Regions from separate parts of the Oryctolagus cuniculus genome. Here region 1 is linked to region 2. A link is a contact called in public Hi-C data. All regions are on one chromosome and are shown on one strand. The core of a region is the stretch at or near the end of the contact, and the rest is flanking DNA. Distances in the headings are between cores, read along the strand shown.

What was found. A called contact is a pair of places that touch in the nucleus more often than the background predicts.
Region 1: a contact with region 2 is called in a Hi-C map of an unstated tissue, with 4 times the contacts expected there. The contact joins the enhancer-like site here to the promoter of RFESD in region 2. A contact is called at or near these places in 3 of 6 Hi-C or Micro-C datasets (ear pinna, skin fibroblasts and an unstated tissue).

What each region holds. Positions count from the first base shown.
Region 1 is chr14:18,432,303-18,437,257 of mOryCun1.1, reverse strand. No RefSeq gene overlaps it. Among named protein-coding and RNA genes, the nearest start is that of GLRX, 27 kb to the right of the region's middle. Within about 2 kb of position 2,012, at least 1 of the 8 cell types and tissues checked has an H3K27ac peak or open chromatin away from gene starts, as enhancers often do.
Region 2 is chr14:18,239,954-18,245,272 of mOryCun1.1, reverse strand. RFESD (Rieske Fe-S domain containing) reads right to left here and starts at 2,686. Exons shown (of 5, transcript XM_017344610.3): 1 at 2,054-2,686; 2 at 1,492-1,617.

The sequences.
Region 1 (4,955 bases), core at 763-3,262, 190 kb before region 2:
TTGGTTCCTTTTTTTTTTTTTTTTTTTTTTTTTTTTTTTTTTTGACAGGCAGAGTGGACAGTGAGAGAGAGAGACAGAGAGAAAGGTCTTCCTTTGCTGTTGGTTCACCCTCCAATGGCCGCCGCAGCCGGCGCACTGCGCTGATCCGATGGCAGGAGCCAGGTGCTTCTCCTGGTCTCCCATGCGGGTGCAGGGCCCAAGCACTTGGGCCATCCTCCACTGTACTCCCGGGCCACAGCAGAGAGCTGGCCTGGAAGAGGGGCAACCGGGACAGAATCTGGCGCCTCGAACAGGACTAGAACCCGGTGTACTGGTGCCACAAGGCGGAGGATTAGCCTAGTGAGCCATGGCGCCGGCCCCACTTGGTTCCTTTTAAGGATTCTTATTCTTATTTTTAACTGCTAATGCATTCTCTTACCTTCTTTGGCAAATAATTTTTTTTTAAAGTTCTTGAAAAATGGAATTAAAGTTCAGTTTGTTATAAAATAGTTTGAAATTCATGAATACAATCTTCAAAACATTACTGAAAAAATATATATTTTTTATTTTTTTTTTCTTTGACAGGTAGAGTTATAGACAAGGAGAGATAGAGACAGAGAGAAAGGTCTTCTTTCCATTGGTTCATTCCCCAAATGGCCACCACGACCAGCGCTGCACGGATGCGAAGCCAGGAGCCAGGTGCTTTCCCCTGGTCTCCCATGCGAGTGCAGGGGCCCAAGCACTTGGGCCATCCTCCACTGCACTCCCGGGCCATAGCAGACAGCTGGACTGGAAGAGGAGCAACCAGGACTAGAACTCAGCACCCATATGAGATGCTGGTGCCACAGCAGAGGGTTAACCAAGTGAACCACGGCCCTGAAAATATATATTTTTAAAAGCTGCATTTTCTTGTGCCAAAATAAATATATTTTAATTCCATTAACAATTTTTAAATATTTATTTATTTGAAAGGCAGGATGACAGAGGGAGGGAAAGAAACAGAAGAAGGGATTTCCTTTCTGCTGCGGTCACTCCCCAGATGGCTACAACAGCCAGGCCTGCACCAGGAGCCAGGAACTCCATCCGGGTCTCACACAAGCCTGCAGGACCCCAATTACTTGGGCCATCATCCACAGCCTTCTCAGGTACCTTAGCAAGAAGTTGGATGAGCAGCGGAGCAGCCAGGACTCAAACCAGCACTCTGATATGGGCTGCCAACACTGTAAGCAGTGGTTTAACTCCCTGTGCCACACCAGCCCCTCCATGAACTTTTAGATGTGTCCTGTAGGTAGGTAGAGAGAAGAAGAGAAAGAGAGGGAGAGAGGGAGGGAGGGAGGGAGGGAGGGAGAGAGAGAGAGATGGATCGCAAGCTTACTTTAATCCTTGATCTGTTTGCTCTGAAACTTCTGTTTTGGGAAGTGTGTTTGGTGCAGTTTGGGTCTTTCCCGTGATGTAATTTTCCTCCTCAAAGGTGGAATTTTCCTGCCCTGTGGACTCCGTGGAAAGGGGGACTGGCCACTCCGTGGCACCCTGCATGGGGCGATTAGTGGGCGGAGGGGTGGTGATGAGCCCCCAGCAGCAGCGCCCCTGCTCCCACCCCCATTGCCCTCACTGCCCCCTGCAGCTCTGCCTGTCCAGATTCACCTTTAACCTTTAGGGAGAAGAGCAAGGGGGCGGGGTGGGGAATGCGGTTTGTGTCATTCCTAGAATCCCCGTTCCCTCAGCTGGGCAACCAGCAGGAAGTGGGGACGCTAAATGGATGATTAATCATTTTCAACCCAAAGGACAAGAGAGGAGGAAGAAGTCTCACAGGAAGCCCAGCTGAGCCCCAGCTGTGCTGGCTTGGGTCGTGGCTCCCTCCGAGTGACCCTGCTGCCCTCTTTGTCACGTGGCCCCCAACAGTCGTCCCCCTCACCCCCCCCCCCGCCCCCCGCGCTCTCTAAAGCTGGTGTCCTGAGCCCTGGGCAGGGGCTCTGGAGTTCCTGACCCCGTGACCCCTCTGTGTCTGTGTCTACATTTCTAGGAAACTTGGAGGCCGCCTCCGAAGTGCCCCAGATTTCTCTCCACCCGTCAAACATGTGCCTGATTGCTCAAGCGGGCAGGAAGCGAGGGTGGAAGCCAGCCACTGTGGCTAGGACTGGCCAGCTGGGTGGGACCCAGAGCTTCAGGCCATGCAGAAAAGCAGGCTGGGAAAGAACGCAGCCTGTGACATGTCACTTACTGAGAAGCGTCCTCAGCACCTCTCTCGGAGAGACAGAGGCATTTCCTGGGCCACAGAAGCCCTCACAGGTGTGCTGGGCCAGGGGCTCACAGAGCAAGGCCAAGGCTGAGCGCTCCTGAACCCACACACCTTGGCTTCTGAAACACACCCTGCAAACGCCCGTCTGCCAAAAAGCCACCTCTTCCTCTGTTATGGTAAAGAGCTCAGAATTGGAATTTTCAAAATTCCCGAAGTTAGAACCACAAACCTTCACAGTGGTTAGTGGAAAATGAAATCTAAGCATAAATTGATCTTGCAATGAAGACTTTGCAGAATCTTCCAATAGTGCACAGAAAGTATATATATATATATATATATATTTTTTTTTTTTGACAGGCAGAGTGAACAGTGAGAGAGAGAGACAGAGAGAAAAGTCTTCCTTTGCCGTTGGTTCACCCTCCAATGGCCGCCGCGGCCGGTGTACTGCGGCCAGCGCACCGCGCTGATCCGATGGCAGGAGCCAGGTACCTCTCCTGGTCTCCCATGGGGTGCAGGGCCCAAGGACCTGGGCCATCCTCCACTGCACTCCCAGGCCACAGCAGAGAGCTGACCTAGAAGAGGGGCAACCGGGACAGAATCCAGCGCCCCGACCAGGACCAGAACCCGGTGTGCCAGCACCACAAGGTGGAGGATTAGCCTAGTGAGCCACGGCGCTGGCCAGAAAGTATATATTTTGAAAACAAATCCATGCATGGGTTTCGAAACTCTTTGTGCCAAAATAAGCTTTTCTTAATTCTATTTTTCTTTTTTAAATTCTTTTGTTTAAGATTTTAAAAAATTTATTTATTTGAAAGTCAGAGTTACAGGGGGTGTGGTGAGAGATCTTCCATCTACTGGTTCTCTGCTCCAAATGGCCCCAACAGTAAGGGCTGGGCCAGGCAGAAGCCGGGAGCCAGGAGCTTCATCCAGGTTTCCCACATGGGTGGCAGGGGCCCAAGCACTTGGACCATCTTCCACTGCTCTTCCAGGCTCCTTAGCAGGGAGCTGGATCAGAACTGGAGCAGCTGGGACTGGAATCAGCACTCATATGGGATACTGGCACTGCAGGTGGCAGCTTAACCCACTGTGTCACAGCACCGACCCCTTTAATTCCATTTTTCCACAAACTTTTTCTTAAAGTCTTTCAAACTTGAATGTCTCAGCTCCTGAATATGCCAATATTTCTCCCTGGAGAGCTCAGAATCTTCCCAGCTGCCAAATGGGGTGTCCCTGAACATCGTGGCACAACTCACAAACATGGGATGCAAACATTCCACACTGAGGTCTGTATCAGCATTCATGTACACTCTCAGGGGGATGTAATTAACTTGCTGTTCTAATATACACAAAATACCAGTGCATGAATACATCATACTAGCTCTTCCATGCCGGTGCCAAAGATGTGTGCTAAGATGGCTCTCGGAGTTTACATGAGTTCGTGTGTCTAGCTAGGCCTTGTAACAAATCAGAGACCATCAGAGCTGACGATGGGTGGATGGAGGGAGGGGTGGTTGACAACAGACTAGAGGGACAGACATAAAGTAAAAGCTGAGTGAGTCTATTGATTTTCCAGGCCCAGGAAGGCAGGATGGTGACAAGAGCCCCTGGTTAAGCAGTAGCTCATTGAGCCAGAAAGTCAAGTTTTCTAAGTGCCAGCCAGGGGAGGTGTCTGGTTATTGCTAAGTGAGGATTGAAATCCAGAACTCTGGGAAGGACAGAATGAGTCTGCAGGTCTGAACACAGTTGGCTCACCATTCAGGAAACAGTCTTTGAGTCCAGCACCCCACAGTCACTGCAAGTTCAGGGTCCCTCATCAGCTTCTGCTGGCCGGAGCCAGCCTCGTGAAACACAGAAGTCAGCTGTGAGCTCTGCTAGCGAGAAACTTCTCCCTCTTGCTCCTCCCAGCGACCTCGTATGCACAGCAGGTATTCCCGTCCTCACTTCCGGAGCTGCAGACCAAGGCACGCACATGCTGAATAACTGTCCAAGGTCAAGTTCGGATTCAGGCTGGGGCTTACAGCCCACACTCCTAGCCCCACTTCTCTACCAGAGGCACAGATCTAAAATCCGTAATTGATGTGTGCTACTTCTTTAATTTCAGTTATGAAAATTACAAGGACACTTTAGGCTAAATAAATATTAATTCAAAGGTGACTTTGATGGGCCAGCCCTGTAGTGTAGCACATTAAGCCACTGCTTATGACACTGGCATCCCATATCAGAGAACTGGATGGAGTCCTGGCTGCTCCACTTCCAATCCAGCTCCCTGATTATGCACCTAGGAAAGCAGCAGTTGGGCCCCTGCCACCCAGATGGGAGACCCAGTTGGAGTTCTAGACAGCTGGTTTCAGCCTGACCCAGTCCCAGCCATTATGGCTACTTGGGGAGATGGAAGATCTCTATTTATCTATCTCTCTCTCTGCCTTTCTGTCACTCTACCTTTCATATAAAGAAAAAAATATTTTATAAAAAGAGTACTTTGAGTAATATTAAGAACTAGGTTTAACTTGGGATCTGATTTTGTAAAATGTTGATTATGAAGAAAATAAAATTATATATTTTCCTGATCTCCCTTCCACAGGCTCACTACCCAGATGCTCAAAACAAGGAGCTGAGAGAAACCCAGGTCTCCCACGTGGGTGGCAGGGACCCAAGTACCTGAACCATCCTGCTGCCTCCCAGGGAGTGCACGAGCAGAAAGCTGGGGTCAGAGTGCGACCAAGATGCATTCTGATAC
Region 2 (5,319 bases), core at 1,437-3,936:
GAGTGAACAAGCAGAAGGCAGATGTCTTTCTTCTTCCACCAAAACAAAAGAAAGGGGAGAGGGGAGAGGAGAGGAAAAATTATAATAATAACAATAAACTCACCAAAATGTTACTTGAAGTGAAAAAAAATTTAAAAAGAATTCAAAGGATGCTTCCATTTTTTTTCAAGTGTAAAGCAGGCAAACCAAACAATATATTACTCAAGAATACATGTCTACAGGGTATATGCATGAAGAAAAGTAAGGCAAAATTTCTTAAATGTTTCAAAATATTTTGTTAGTTCTTATATCTAAAATTATTCTTTTCAATATCTAAGTTGTATCTTCCTATATTATATATTATGTAGCAAATGATCCAAAACCCAGGAGTAAAATTGCACTTTGTATCCTCAAGGAATGTGCCTGCCCACGAATCATGAATGAATGAACTTGAGAAGTGGGTATGGCTTATTTCAAAATGGGACCAGAGAAGGAAGAGAATGAACAGTTCTATCTTTCCCTCCAGGCAAAAACTATAAATACAAACATGAAGCAAGTAACAAGATACAGGAGACGCAGACTAACACTGAACGTTGATTAAGGTCTCCCAACTCCCACATGAAAACCAAATGCTGTTCTTCCTCCAGGTTCAGCCTCCAATCAAGAAAAACTGTAGGAACCCTGAACACTGCAGGAGCCTTTGAAAGGGCTGATAAGAAGTGGTCAGGAAGGCTGGGGCTAACTGATAGAGTTCAGAGAATCAGACGACAGCCTTGCATTCTGCTTAAGAAAGTATTACCTCATCCTTGGAGGAAGAGTCCCCCCCCCACATGATATATGGCACTATTTATGCCAGCTGGTGACTATTCAATACTCACGCGCATGCTATTCTTAATTAAATACTACGGACGTCATGGCTCATTCTGACAAGGCCACGTGGAGCATGTTAACGACTGCTACTCTGATGAGCTATCCAGATGCTCCCATTGCCTGCATATTGAGTCTACTTTAAGATTGCACAATCTTCGCTGAAAATGTGTTACACTGACAGATTAAATTGTATGTATTTTCTGTGAACAACCCTATGCACTGACGTATATACACACTGTGGCATGACCAAATGTAGCTGAATAAGCTATGCATACCTCAGTTACTGCTTTTGTGGGGAGAACACTTTACAACAGCACTCTGCAAGAATACATCATGAACTACGATCACATCATGAACTATGTACAACAGATCAAAACCAGCAGAATCTTAACAAGAGAAAAGTGGAATAATGAAAATACTTACCCTCGAAAAACTGTCTTGAAGAAAAACGTCTCATCTGTCCTTAAAATTAGGTTTCTAAAGGTGCTCATTCCATAGAAAATTATAAATTAGCAGAATAGACCCTCAGTACTACTAGATACTTATTCAGCACAGGTTGAACTTTCAAAAAAAATATTTTAACTCAGCTGAGTTTTCAAAGGACACTGGACACAACACAGATATGAAATTAAAGGTACTTACTTGTCGCTCTCCTGAGCAGTGACTCAGGCGCTTCTACGGAGTCTGGGGACTTGGCCCACACATGCTCAGAATGCTTATCTGCAGGGTGACACTCGCGTTTAGGTCAAGAGCAGTCCTTGTATTCCACTGGAAGACACAGTGACAATAGATAAAAACTGTCAGAGGGGTTATTACTTGGACACATTTCCTATGTTAGCTCATTAATCCTCAGAAAACCACCAGAAGGAAAGGTGCTCCATTTAGGCAGCACCATGGATTTATATATATATATACATACACTCATATATAAATATATAATTATTTGAATTATATAATTATATATTTATATAATTATATAAATATAATATGTATTATATACATACATAAAAAACACGTGGCCTCCCAGTAAACCATCCTGAAGGCACAACTTTTTAGCAAAAATTTATAGTGATATACTGTGAGTTCTAACACCGATACGTATATACCTATCACCAAATAGGACGATCCTGAACTTTTTTTTTAAATGTAGGAACGCTAATGTGCCCGAGTTGTGTCCACAAATGTTTGAAAATTGGATACTTGCCTAATATCTTAATAAAATCATGTAGCTGTTCTGAAAACTGCCACCACCGTCTGATATTAAAGACCTGTGACCATAGGTGAGCTCCACCTGGGCTCGAATCCCGGCGTGGGGTGATTTGGGGCACGTGGCTTAATTTCTGGGCTGTGGTCTGTAACGAGGGCCTGGCACACCGCGAGGCAGAGGGAAACTGCGTGGGACTCGCTCAAACCAGGGTCGCCGTCAGCGCCACGGTCCTTCCAGTCCTGGCAAGTTTGCCCAGCGTGACCACGCGTTCTATTTCACAGACTAGCAGAGCGCTGCACAGAGCCTGAACTGGGCCGTGCAGGTGCAGCGGATTCCCCCGCCCAATATTCCAGCGGGGCCGCAGAAACCCGCCAACAGCCCTCATATTCAGCGCGCCATCTAGGCCGGCAAAGCTTGTTAAAGGCGCTGCGCTGCCGCCCTCAGGGTGAGCCTCCCGTGCCTGGGCACAACTATGCACCGAGGTTTAACGGTTCAGCAACGCAGAACGCAGGCCCTGGAGGGCCGAACTGCTCCAAGCAACCTCCAGAAGCAGCCAGCCGGCCACAGCCACCCAACCACAACCCCCGCCGCCGGAAGCCTGCGCTCGGGGCCGCGGGCCCGGCCGGAAGCAGCTGGCCCCGCGAGCCCCGCCCCGCTCCCGGCCGCCCAATCGCGCGCGGCGAGAACAGAATTGGCAGTTTTGGAGCCCTTGCTCCGCCCCCCTCAAGACCCGCCCTCCGCTGCCTCTGCGAGATGCGGCTGCGCGAGCCATCGCGGGGCGGGGCGGAATCGTCCACGTGACCTTGGAGGCCCGCCCCCGGCGACGGCCCCTGTGGCCTCCAAGGACCCGGGCTGGCAGGGGCCGGATGTCCCGGCGTTCCGGCCGCGCCTGGGAACTGGCTGACTGAGCCCTGTGTTTGACAAATTGAGTGTCATCATTTATTCTTTAGGCGTTGACCTCACTACATTTATCCAAATATTAAGTGCACCCAGCCGTCACACTCCTAGGAGTTTACCCCAAAAAACTACTTGGAAAAGTTCCTCATGATGCATATAATTCTTAGGTAAAGGTGCAAGGGAAGAGTGACAACAGCTAATGGGATCATCAACACGGGAATGGTTCAATAAAATACAGTTCAAGCAGGTGAACTACCCCGTATACGCGGAGAGTAGGTTCATGAGCCGATGAACGTTAGAAGGAAAAGTGCAGAATGAGATCTATTGTACTGTCTACAGTGTGAACCCAAATTGTTTCTCACATGAGAGGTAAACGTTAAAAAGCAATCCAGAACATAACAGTAGTTCCTTTGGGGGCAGATAAAGGGTTTCACTTTTATATTTTGGATTCATAATTTTTCTTCCTCTTTATACTTCCCTGAATTAAAAAAAAAAAAAGCACACCAAAACCCTCATACTTGTGGTCAGAGCTCAAAGTATATGAATTTGATGGATTTTAAAAGATATATATTTATTTATTTGATAGTAAGAAAGAGAGGTTTCCCATCTGTTATAAATACCTGCAGTGGCCAAAACTGGGCCAGGTCAAAGCCAGGATCCAGGAACTCACTCTGGGTTCCCCATGTGAGGGGAGAAACCCAAGTACCTGAGCCATCACCATTCCATCTAGGGTCTGTGTTAGCAGGAAGCTAGAGCCAGGACCTGCTGCTGGGATCAAACCCACATGCTCTGATATGGGATCCAGGTACCTTACCCCTAAGCCAAACACTTACCTCCAATGGGCTTTTAAAGTTCCCTTTACTGTCCTCTAATGGGAGTGATTCTGAACCCAGCTTATGCCATAGAGCCACGTGGGAATTTTTAGAAGCCATGATAGGAGCTGGTGCTGTGGCGCAGTGGCACATCGAGTTAAAGCCCTGGCCCGCAGCACTGGTATCCCTTATGGGAACCGGTTCGAGTCTCAGCTGCTCCACTTCTGATCCAGCTCCCTGCTAATGCATCTGGGAAAGCAGTGGAGGATGGCCCAAGTCCTTGGGTCCCCACACCTATATAAGAGACCCACAGGAAACTTCTGGCTCCTGGCTTTGGATTGGCTCAGCTGTGGCTATTTGTGGCCATTTGGGGAGTGAACCAGTGAATAGAAAACGCCTCTCTCTCTCTCTCTCTCTTTTAAATAAATAAATAAAATAAACCTTAAAAAAATGTCATGATACCAAATCATGTCTGCATTCCAGGTCAGTGAAATAACATGTTGGTGAGGGAAGGAGGATTTGAAATAATGTTTTAGGCCGGCGCCGCGGCTCAATAGGCTAATCTTCCGCTTTGCGGCGCCGGCACGCTAGGTTCTAGCCCCAGTCAGGGGGCCGGATTCTGTCCCGGTTGCCCCTCTTCCAGGCCAGTTCTCTGCTATGGCCCAGGAGTGCAGTGGAGGATGGCCCAAGTGCTTGGGCCCTGCACCCCATGGGAGACCAGGAGAAGCACCTGGCTCCTGCCTTCGGATCAGCACGCCGGCCGCAGCGGCCATTGGAGGGTGAACCAACGGCAAAAGGAAGACCTTTCTCTCTGTCTCTCTCTCTCACTGTCCACTCTGCCTGTCAATAAATAAATAAATAAATAGAAATAACGTTTTAACTTCCCAGGTAATTCCAGTGTGAATCCAAGCTTGAAATTTAATATGCTGACATAGTAGATCTCAGGACCCAGGGTGGCCCTGCCGACCTGGGACAGCTGAAATCCGGGAGCCTTGTCCATTTGCCCCACAGTGCCATTTAAATGCCATCTTTAAGTGAGCCTCCACATGTAAGAAGCTGAGAAGCTGAGAATAAGGATTTGCCTCCAGCGCTAGTTTCTCCTGGTTGTGTTTTGTTCAGCATAGTTTATATAAGTGATCAGTATGTTTAAAGGAATCATTTCCCCTTTGACAATTTTAAAAAATTTTATTTGAAAGGCAGAGTTACAGACACAGGGAGAGACAGAAAGGATCTGCCATCCACTGGTTCATGCCCCAAATGGGTGCAATGGCCGGGGCTGGGCCCTGCTGGAGCTAGGAACCTGGAACTCCATCTGGGTCTCCCACATGGATTTAGGGGCCCAAGCATTTGGACCATCCTCTGCTGCTTTCCTAGATGCATTAGCAGGGAGCTGGATGGAAAGTGGAGCAGCTGGGACTCAAACCAGACCTTTATCACAAGCTGGCATTGCAGGCAGTAGCCCAAACCACTGCACCACAATGCCTGTAGCCATCTCAGGGCACGTCCTACAATTTCTCTCCTTGGAACCAATTTGCATTTTACTTCGTTCCTTCT